Regions from separate parts of the Mus musculus genome. Here region 1 is linked to region 2. Evidence: chromatin contacts called from public HiChIP or PLAC-seq data. All regions are on one chromosome and are shown on one strand. Each heading gives the region's core, a stretch centred on a gene start, on an enhancer-like site or on the middle of the called end of the contact. The rest is flanking DNA. Distances are from core to core; before and after follow the strand shown.

Region 1 (4,841 bases), core at 1,582-4,081, 220 kb after region 2:
CTCTCTCTCTCTCTCTCTCTCTCACACACACACACACACACACACACACACACACACACACACAGTGCCAAGAATAGGAATAGTCAAATATGGCCGTCACACAATCTTGCCTCCCAAGCTGGGAGAGAGCATGTGGAAGCATTAGTCAGGACTGAACACCATTGTCCCTGGGGCAGGGAGGCTTGCAGTGTCAGGCTACAAGTTCTGCTTAATGAAGCCTCGAGGTCTTAATTGCTTTGAAATCCACACATACTGCCAGATAGTTCTCAGAATTGGGCAAGCCAGAAACTTAAATGAGGCCCACATAGGAAGCATCTTCTCTATATATCCGAGGTACAGGAAAGGCCTTTGTGAAGATCCAATGGAGATACTTCTTCCTCTGGCCACCTGGGAGAGAATAGTCTAACTTGAGGTCTGAGGTAGGATGTGTTCCAAGCAATCCCAGAGACTGAGAGCTTCACACACACACACACACACACACACACACACACACACACACACACACACACACTGCTGGCCATCCCCTTTAGCTCTCTGTCTTCTGAGCAGTTTCTAGCACTCCAATTCATATTGTGTTGTTTGTTTGCCTGTTTGCTTTTTAAAATTATGAATATATGTATGTATGTATATATGTATGTACATATGTATGGCATACATGTATGTGTATGTAAGGTAATATGAGCATCCATAAAGGTCAGAGGCATATATTGGTATCTCTACCCTGCTCTGCCTTGCTTCCATGGGGTAGGGTCTCTAAATGAACTTGGAGATTCCCATGTTTCAGCTAGACAGGCCGGCTTGTGAGCTCCCCAAGATCCACCTGTCTCCATCCCACTGTTCTGGGGTTACATGCATACACAGTGGTGCTCAGTTTTTCTTTATGAAGCTGCTTGGGGTTTGGACTTGAGCTGCAAGCATTCTTACCCATTGGGCTACTATCTCAGCTTCTCTTTCTTTCTTTTCTTTTCTTTTCTTTTTTTTTTTTTTTTTTTTTTTTTTTTTGAGACAGGGTTTCTCTGTGTAGCCCCGGCTGTCCTGGAACTCACTCTGTAGACCAGGCTGGCCTCGAACTCAGAAATCTGCTTGCCTCTGCCTCCCAAGTGCTGGGATTAAAGGCATGCGCCACCGCTACCCGGCATCTTTTTCATTTTTTGAGGTAGGGTCTCACATAGAATGGGATCCTCCTGCCTCCACCTCCTGATTGTAGCGATGCATGGCACCATGTTCTGTTTAGGCAGTGCTAGGTATGGAAGCCAGGGCTTCATGCATGATGGCTTCTACCAACTGTGTCTTTAGCCCATGATTTTAAGCCACTAAATTGAAGGGTCAGTTGTCAATCAATCGAAATATGCAATGTTCTGGAGTTCTCAACTGTAGTCCATCACTGTTCTTGTGTCTATTTCCTTTCTCTTCTGTGAGGTTCGCTCTTCCTCGGATTTAGGAAGATTGGGAGGCTGCATGCAAGAAGCCCTGGGTTCCAGCTGGGGAAAAGGCTCAGCAGTTAAGAACACTTGTTGCTCTTGAAGAGGACCCAGGCTCAGTTCCCAACACTCACTTGGCTGCTCACACTAACTATAACTCTAGTTCCAAGGGATCCAATGACCTCATCTGAATTTTAAGAGTATGGGGCATGTACTGCACATACACTTAGGCAGAGCACAAAATAAATAAAATCTTAAAGTTTTTAAAAGGAGTCCTGGGTTCCATCCTCAGTACCACACTAACTGGGCAAACTGGTCTATACCAGTTATCCAAATAAGCAGGGGGTACATGAGTTCCAGTCAAAAACAAAAAATCCAGGAATGGTGGCATACACCTTTAATTCCAGCACTTTTAAGGCAGAGCCTGGCAGTGAATTTCTGGGAGTTCAAGGAGACTCTATCTCAAAAAAAACAAAACCAACCGTAACAAACAAAAAAAGAAAGAAAGAAAGAAAGAAAGAAAGAAAGAAAGAAATTCATAAATAAATGCATGTTTGTGCTTGTGACTGTCATCTCTCTCTCATTCCACCAAAGTGATAACTATCATTTAAAAATAGCAGTTTCTAATCTAAACAACTACCAAAGTTGCCTACAGGGAGCATCTTTAATGAGGCCTGAATGAACTTGGGGTCACACTAAGGTGCCATTATCGTCACAGCCTTCAGCATTAATGGACTCCTGCAGTCCCCTGCCTCTCTGCCTGAAATGGTCTTAGATTGCACAGTAATGAAGAGTGAGCGGCTGCCTTTTTGAGAGGTTCCGCTGCCCAGAGCACACTGGATGCCAGGTTTCTTGGGCAACTCTGATTCTGCAGTTTCTGTCATAGTTCAGATGCACACAGGCTTTTGTCAGAGCTCCTGTTCCCAGATGGGGTGTGGGAATTGTGGGTGCAAACCTTTTTACACGTGCATTTCTTTGGTTTGCATGGTCCAAACCCAGGACCTGCAGAGCCGCCTTGAAGAGAAGCAGGCTCCACCCCACAGCTTTATCTACCAGAGGGCACTCCTGGAGGGAGATCCCAGGACAACAAAACTGAATTTCTCCTTCCTGTTTCTTTGTTTTGTGTTTTGTTTTATTTTCTTTGTTTTGTTTGCTCTTTTTAAAAAATATTTAGTTAGTTAGAGTTTTCCAGTACTCAAAAGGCTAAAACCCTACACCCAACTAGCCATCATTGCTGGGATTCAAGCACAGCTCCACCCCCCCCCACCCCCCCACCCCCCTTCCAGCAGCCTTCCCTCCTGGGCATCCGGTCTCTAGCCTTCTTATCTAGCATTCCTTCCCAGCCCTACCCTGGATACTGTCACAGGCTCCTACCAGTCCTCCCCTTGCTGGCCCTGCTTGCAGCATGTGACAGATAGCCTGCTTGCCTTTCTCACTTGGAACTATGGAGCAGAGTCCTCCCCTGGATCCTGTGCTATTATTAGGAAGACCAATACCTCTGCCAGTTGGTTCCTGCACTCTAAACTAGGGTTCCACTCTCCCAAGACAGTGGCTCTTAAGCAGTGCCTTCACACCCTCACACACAGGGACAATATGGTAGCGACAATCCCAACTGTGACATCTAACCACACATGGGAATCTCTGGGAGTTTTGTATGTTTGGTTTGGTTTTGGTTTTCTATTTGTTCATTGTTTTTGAAACAAGAGTCTTATACAGCTCAGGCTGGCCTTGTACCTCCTTCGCCAAGTAGACCACCACGCCTAGCTCTTTCTCTTCTTCCTCTTTTTCTTTTTCTTCTTTCATTCCAGCTTTTCTACAAAAGGTTTCATTAAGTAGCTCGGACAGATCTAGAACTTTTTATGTAGCCCAGGCTGGCCTTGAACTCTTGATCTTAATGCCTTTGCCTTCAGGGTGCTAGGATGTGAACTACTATGCCTAACAAAAGAATGAACAGCTTGCACTCTCTCTTATATCCACTCCTACCTCTGTGGTTCTCTATTAAAGGGGGAAATAGCTGTTAATCAGGTAGACAGGGTATGGTGATGGACACCTAAACTCCTAGCACTTGGGCAGCAGAGGAGGAGTGGAAGATTGGAGGCCCTGCTGATCTTAGAGAGTTCCAAGCCAGTGAGGGCTCCTTTAAGACCCCAGGGATGGCTGATCCTTATCCTTAACTTGATGGGATGTAGAGTCATCTGTAGACACATTTCTGAATGTTTCTGGGAGGATGTTTCCCAAGAGATTTAACCCAAGAAGGGATAAGACTCTTCTGAATATGGGTAGTAGCATCCCATAGGCTAGGGTACTGGTATGAATAAAAAGGAGAGAGAAATGACAGCGAGCTAAGCATCACTGGGCACAGTGTGACTGGCCGTATCACATTTCTGTAGCCACACTTTCCCACTGTGGAGTACTGTACCCCCTTAAACTGTGAGCCAGAACAACCCCTTCTTTTCTTCCCTAAGTTGCTTTCTCTCACAGATACCCCAAAGAAAGAAACAAATAATGAGACTCCTCTCTACCTTCTCATTCTAGGAGGCTGTGGATTCACCTGCCACTCCCCATCCAATGCCATCAACCTAGTACTAGAGGTTCTACTGTACAACAAAACAGCCAAGAGGACTACAGTTTTCCTTTCATTCAGTGTGTACTTCCATGTTTAACACTGTCCTCACATATGGTAAGCTACAAATATCAGATAAGCTGCCACCACCCCAAACCCACACCACCCCTACTTCATGTGCTCGTAGGGTGAGTTTTCCATGTAGAAAGCATTACAAGAGGAAAGGAGGACAACTACCCTCCTGTTCCTTCTCTGCATAAAAAGGCATGGCCCACTTACAAAGTGGGTCTCCATCCCAGATTTGGTGGAATAAAGCAGAGGCTATACATGGGAAGAAGAAAGATCTATGGGGCCTGTATGGGAGGAACTGTCTGGAACAGAGAGTAAAAAACTTTACACCTGTCTACCTTAGTTATTGTTCTATCACTGTGAAGAGACACCATGACCAAGGCAACTCTTATAAAAGACATCATTTAACTGGGAGATGGCTTATAGTTTTAGAGAGTCAGTCTATTAACATCATGCCAAGGATAGACAGACATGGCGTTGCAGTAGTAGCTGAGAACTACACATCCTCATCTGTAGGTAGGGGTGGGGGTAGGGTGGGAGGGGGGAGGAGGAAGTAGGAGGTGGGGAGAAGGGGCCCAGAGTGAGCTTTTTGGGAACCCCCAAGCCTACCCCCAGTGATATACCTCCTTCAACAAGGCCACATCTCCTAACTCTTCCCAAACTTCTACCAACTGGTGACTAAGCATGCAAATTTATGAGCCTACACAGGAACTCTCATTCAAACCATTGCACCATCTGAGAGCATGGAGACCTTGAAGATGAGGTGAAAGATGACAAAGAGGAAGGAG
Region 2 (4,596 bases), core at 347-2,846:
CACTGCCTTTTGAGATAGTGTCTCTTATTGGCCCAGAACTTGCCAAGAAGTCTAGGCTAGCAGGCCAGTGATCCCTAGGGACCTGCCTGTCTCCATCTCCCCTCCAAGGTTAGGATTCTAAGCACATACTATCATGCCATTTGGGCTTTTGCTGATATATGTGAGTTCTGGGGACTGAACTCACATCTTTGTGCTTGCGAGGAAGCACTTGACTGTGCCATCTCCTCCGCTTCCTTCTGTTGACAAGTGGGTTTTGCAGGTGACCTGCATCTGGGACAGAAGTTAATCATCAGATGGGTCACATCTGCTGTGGACCTGAGCCTGCTGGAGCACGTGTCTGTCACACCCCATACTTCAGGGAGTGTTTCTGGGGGTCACTTTGTAGCAGATGTAGCCACAGTACTTATTAACACCACTGCTCTCAGCTGTGCTGTGGCAAGCACAGTTCAGCTCTCTGCAGTCAGGAGTGACGCTCTGCACCAAGTATAGCTGAGGTGACCTGGAGGTGGCCACATTGGGCTGGCATGGGTTGTTTCTACCATGATGTGAATGCAGGTTGTGGGTACCCCATGACTCAGGAGGCTCAGTGTAGCAGGCTCCATGTTCCCCTCTCTCCATAACACCTTCATTGGTAGGATATTAACTCTGCTAATTGCAGAGTCCCCTGACTTCTTGATTCAGAATAGTGATTCTACAGTCAATGTTTGCCTTGGCTTGCATGACTATGGGGGCTGCAGGCAGAAGAGGAGGTAGAAGATGAGGCACTAAGGCAGCAGGTGTGGGCATTCTGAACAGAGACTCTGAACAGTATCTGTCACATGCCTTAGTTTTTCTATTACCATCTTTCTTGTTGCTGGGACAAAATACCTGGTGGAAGGAAGGAAGGAAGGAAGGAAGGAAGGAAGGGAGGGAGGGAGGGAGGGAGGGAGGAAGGAAGGAAGCTAGCTTAACTTGGCTCACAGTTCCAGGGTGCATTTATGGGAAAGAGGCCATGGCAGCAGGAGCATGAGCCAGCCAGCCATATCGCACCTGCAGGCAGGATGCAGAGGGAAACAATGCTGGTGCCCACTGCCTCCTTTTTATTTTGTCTTGGACCCTACCCCATGGGATGGTGCCACCCACAATCCAGGATGGCTCTTTGCTGTTCTGTAAAAACCTTTCTGGACACGTCTTCATAGATACACTCAGGGATGTGTTTCTATGGTGATCCTAAATCCAGTTAAGTTGACAGTCACGATTAACCGTCACGGCCTTGAATCAGAGAGACTTATGGGAATCCGGGGCACAGTCTCAGATGCAGGGTCCTGAGGAGAAAGGCCAGCAGGCTGGGCTCCTCACTGAGTAACAGCTTGAGCTGTTGATAACCACTACAGAATCACAATTTCACTGGCTCCATGAGGCCCCGAGAGGGTGTTCACAAAGGAGCCTCCAGCTTCTTGCCCTATTCACCCCGCTCCCTCGCACCTCAGGCTTGGAAATAAACAGTCCTCTCTGCTGGAAGGAATTTTCCTATTTACCATAAGGCTGAGTACACATACACACCCTTCCTGGCTCGCAGCCCTGGTGGAGCAGACCTGCAGATGACAGGTAGTTAATAGTGACAGCTGGGAGAAGCCTGGGCAGCAGGAGCTGACAGTTTTGAGGTTGTTTGCAAAACACAGGGGGAGGGTAACCCAGTTCCAATGTAAAGCAAGTCTGAGGGTGTAGCCCTTGTCAGGGAGCTGCAGCTGCGTCTTGGCTGAGGGTTGCAAGGCGTCCTGGTGGGCTCGGTAGCCCCTCCAGCGCCTGTCCAGTCTCCCGGAGGAAAAATGACGCCTCACCTGCTTTTCCTCACTCCCGTCATTATGGGAAATTGCAAGGCTCCCTGGTGACTCCGAAGGAGAAGATTGATTTGTTGCTTCTGATTGTCACTGTGCTAATGTGACAGGGTGATGGGCACCCAGATTCACGCCTAGTAATGGCCCTGCCAGAGGTGGATGTTAACACAATTGGGACCCGACACTTCAATAAATCGGGGACATTCTACCACAGAGATCAGAGTTCAGAATTGCTTAAATTGGTGTTGAAGCAGGTGGGGAAGAGGAGTCCAGGGGCCATGAATTTCATGGTTGGCAATTGACTTTCATTTTGGAAGGCCTGACTGTCAGCTTTTCCAGTCTATGACATCAATTGAAGTCATTTGGACTCCTGGCTACCTAGCCCTTTCAGGATTGCTGGTTCTGGGAATTGTGATTCATGGTGTTCTTGTGTGAAAAAAAAAAAATCTAACAGCCTCTTCTGAACCTCTGGGGTTGGAAGATTGTGTTTGATGGGGAGGATGGAGGGAGTGTGAATGACAGATTCCGCTCCTGCCTGGTGCGCTGATCCCTCCCAAGCCACCCTTCTTGCCCAGACCTCTTACCTTAGGGCCTCTTGCCTTAACTTGCAGGTTCATTAACCTGGGTGTCATGATACTGTCATGCAGTAGTACCTTGTCTTCACGTAGCTTCTCGTGAGGTGGGAATGCACATTTTAGGTCTCTGCTGGGAGTTGAAAGCCAGAGGAAAGACTGGTCCCTATAGAGGAATGGTAATTAAAAAAAAAAATCTATACTGAGATATAACCTAAAGGTGTTGTGTTTGCTGTTGTACAATCATTGCTATAAGTTGAAGATGTTTTCTCTGCCTGCTTCCCCATCCCTCTACCTCAGTCTACTCTTTATTTCCATGGATTTGCTTACTGTCCTGGATAGCTTTAAGATCAGCTTGACATAGATAGCCTCAGCTGAGGAATGGCCTGCATCATATTGGCCTGTGGGCATGACTGGAGAATTATCTTGATTGTTAATTGTTGTAGGAAGGTCCAGCCCATCATGGGCAGCATCATCCCTAGACAGGTGGTCCCCAACTATGTAAGAAAGCAAGCTGAGTATAACAGCCTACAAGCCACCTAGCAAACAATAAGGTACACAAAGTTCCTGTGTACTTCCGCTGTGAAGGGAGTTCCTTTGGCCAAGATGCTGTGTGGATTAGCAAGAAGGCTTGCCTTCCGGTTCCTGCCTTGACTTCTCTCAGTGATATACTGTGACCTGGAAGTGGAAGCTGAAATAAACCCTTTCTTCCCCTAAATTCTGGTCAGAGCGTTTGATTATAGCAACAGAAACTAGAACACTTGTTTTAGACATTGCTTCTATTTATACAATGCAACTTTCTGCATCTGATCTCTTAGCATACATAATATTGTCAAGGTGGCCACATATTAGCATGTGTCAGAATTTCATTTCTTTTTATGGCTGGGAAATGTTCATTTGGATAGATGTACTTACTCATCAGCTGGTGGACGAAGGTTGTTTTTGCTTTTGTTTTGTTTAACCTATTACAAATTAGCACTTTGAATTTTGACATGTAAATATTTGTACGGCTCTGTGTTTTCATCTCCCTTGGGTACCTAAAAGAGACATTGCTGGGCTATATGGTAATCACCATGTTTGATATTTTGAGAAATTGCCAAACAGATCAATAATTGGGTTGCAGAGGTTACTAGGTGGTTAAGTGCCTGCTGTACAATCAAGGGGACCGGTGTTTGTACCTCTACAACATACATAAGTGCCAGGGGTCGTGGCAGTTTACCTGTAAGTTCAATCTTAGAAGGTAGAAGGTACCTTAGAAGGCCAGGTTCAATCTTAGAAGAGAACCAACCCCTGAGTAAGCTGGGAAGTGAGACTGGTCAAAACAACCAGTCCCAGGCTTGACCGTGAGACTCTGTCTCAAAGAGTAGGGTGGAAGAGTGACAGAGGAAGATTCCCATCACCTTCTGGTCTCCTCACATTGACACAAATGTGAATATGCACACTGTATGCATGTGCAAAGGCACACACAGCAAACACATACATATGCAAAAAAGGTGTGTGGGCCTGTTCTCACGAGCTGTGTATGAGGAGACCAGTTCCCTCCTGTCCTCATCAACACTTGTTAGTGTCCATCTTTCTCATGATACCATCCTTTGCTTCTATTTGTGTTTCCTTGGTGGCTGATCTTGAGTAACTTTTCACGTGCTTTCTGGCCACTTGGATGTCTAACTGGGCACCAGTTCTTTAAAGTCCACAGAATTCATGAGCATCCCTTGAGTATTAGCCAGAAAGCTGACCATTGAAGCCATCTCCTCTTCTTCATTTTTGACATTGGCAGAGGGAAGTAGAGACATGATTCACCTTGAGTTAGGCACATTTCATCTTATAGAGTTACCATATTCCTGAAATATTTTGTTAAGCAAATGGTCATACGTTTGTGACTTTCATAATTAAACTACAGGTTGCTTGCCTGAAATATAGATAGCTTTGGCTCCAAACTAAAGATTAAAATGTATACATGTAAGTGATGTATAGAATAGTTTGATAACATGTGTTACTTCCCTTCCTATGACTATAATGAAATGCCTGAGATAGTTAGTTTATAAAGAGAAAAGGTTTAGTTTGGTTTATGGTTTTGAAGGTTTCAGTTCAAGAGTGGGCAGATCTACTATAGACCTACTCTGAACTCTGAGTTGCTGCTAGATGTTCCAGGTGGTGATGATGGGAGCATGTGGCCCAGCAAACTGGCCATCTTGTGGTTAAGAAGC

What was found. HiChIP or PLAC-seq counts read pairs in DNA pulled down with a chosen protein or histone mark.
Region 1: a contact with region 2 is called in an HNF4G HiChIP or PLAC-seq map of pancreatic cancer cells. The contact joins two enhancer-like sites. A contact is called at or near these places in 5 of 39 promoter capture datasets (cranial neural crest, frontonasal cranial neural crest, liver and 2 more), 1 of 15 datasets of contacts at CTCF or cohesin (the NIH/3T3 cell line), 4 of 484 Hi-C or Micro-C datasets (Sertoli cells, embryonic fibroblasts and muscle stem cells), 15 of 115 datasets of contacts at active chromatin or transcription factors (craniofacial prominence, embryonic basal ganglia, embryonic forebrain and 12 more) and 1 of 9 other capture datasets (embryonic stem cells).

Annotation. Positions count from the first base shown.
Region 1 is chr7:112,657,705-112,662,545 of GRCm38.p6, forward strand. No RefSeq gene overlaps it. Among named protein-coding and RNA genes, the nearest start is that of Gm40451, 15 kb to the right of the region's middle. Within about 2 kb of position 2,832, at least 26 of the 459 cell types and tissues checked have an H3K27ac peak or open chromatin away from gene starts, as enhancers often do. A contact at or near this core is called in pancreatic cancer cells, where this site is marked.
Region 2 is chr7:112,443,230-112,447,825 of GRCm38.p6, forward strand. The region is part of intron 1 of Parva (parvin, alpha); the gene reads left to right. Among named protein-coding and RNA genes, the nearest start is that of Gm45998, 5.9 kb to the right of the region's middle. Within about 2 kb of position 1,597, at least 43 of the 459 cell types and tissues checked have an H3K27ac peak or open chromatin away from gene starts, as enhancers often do. A contact at or near this core is called in pancreatic cancer cells, where this site is marked.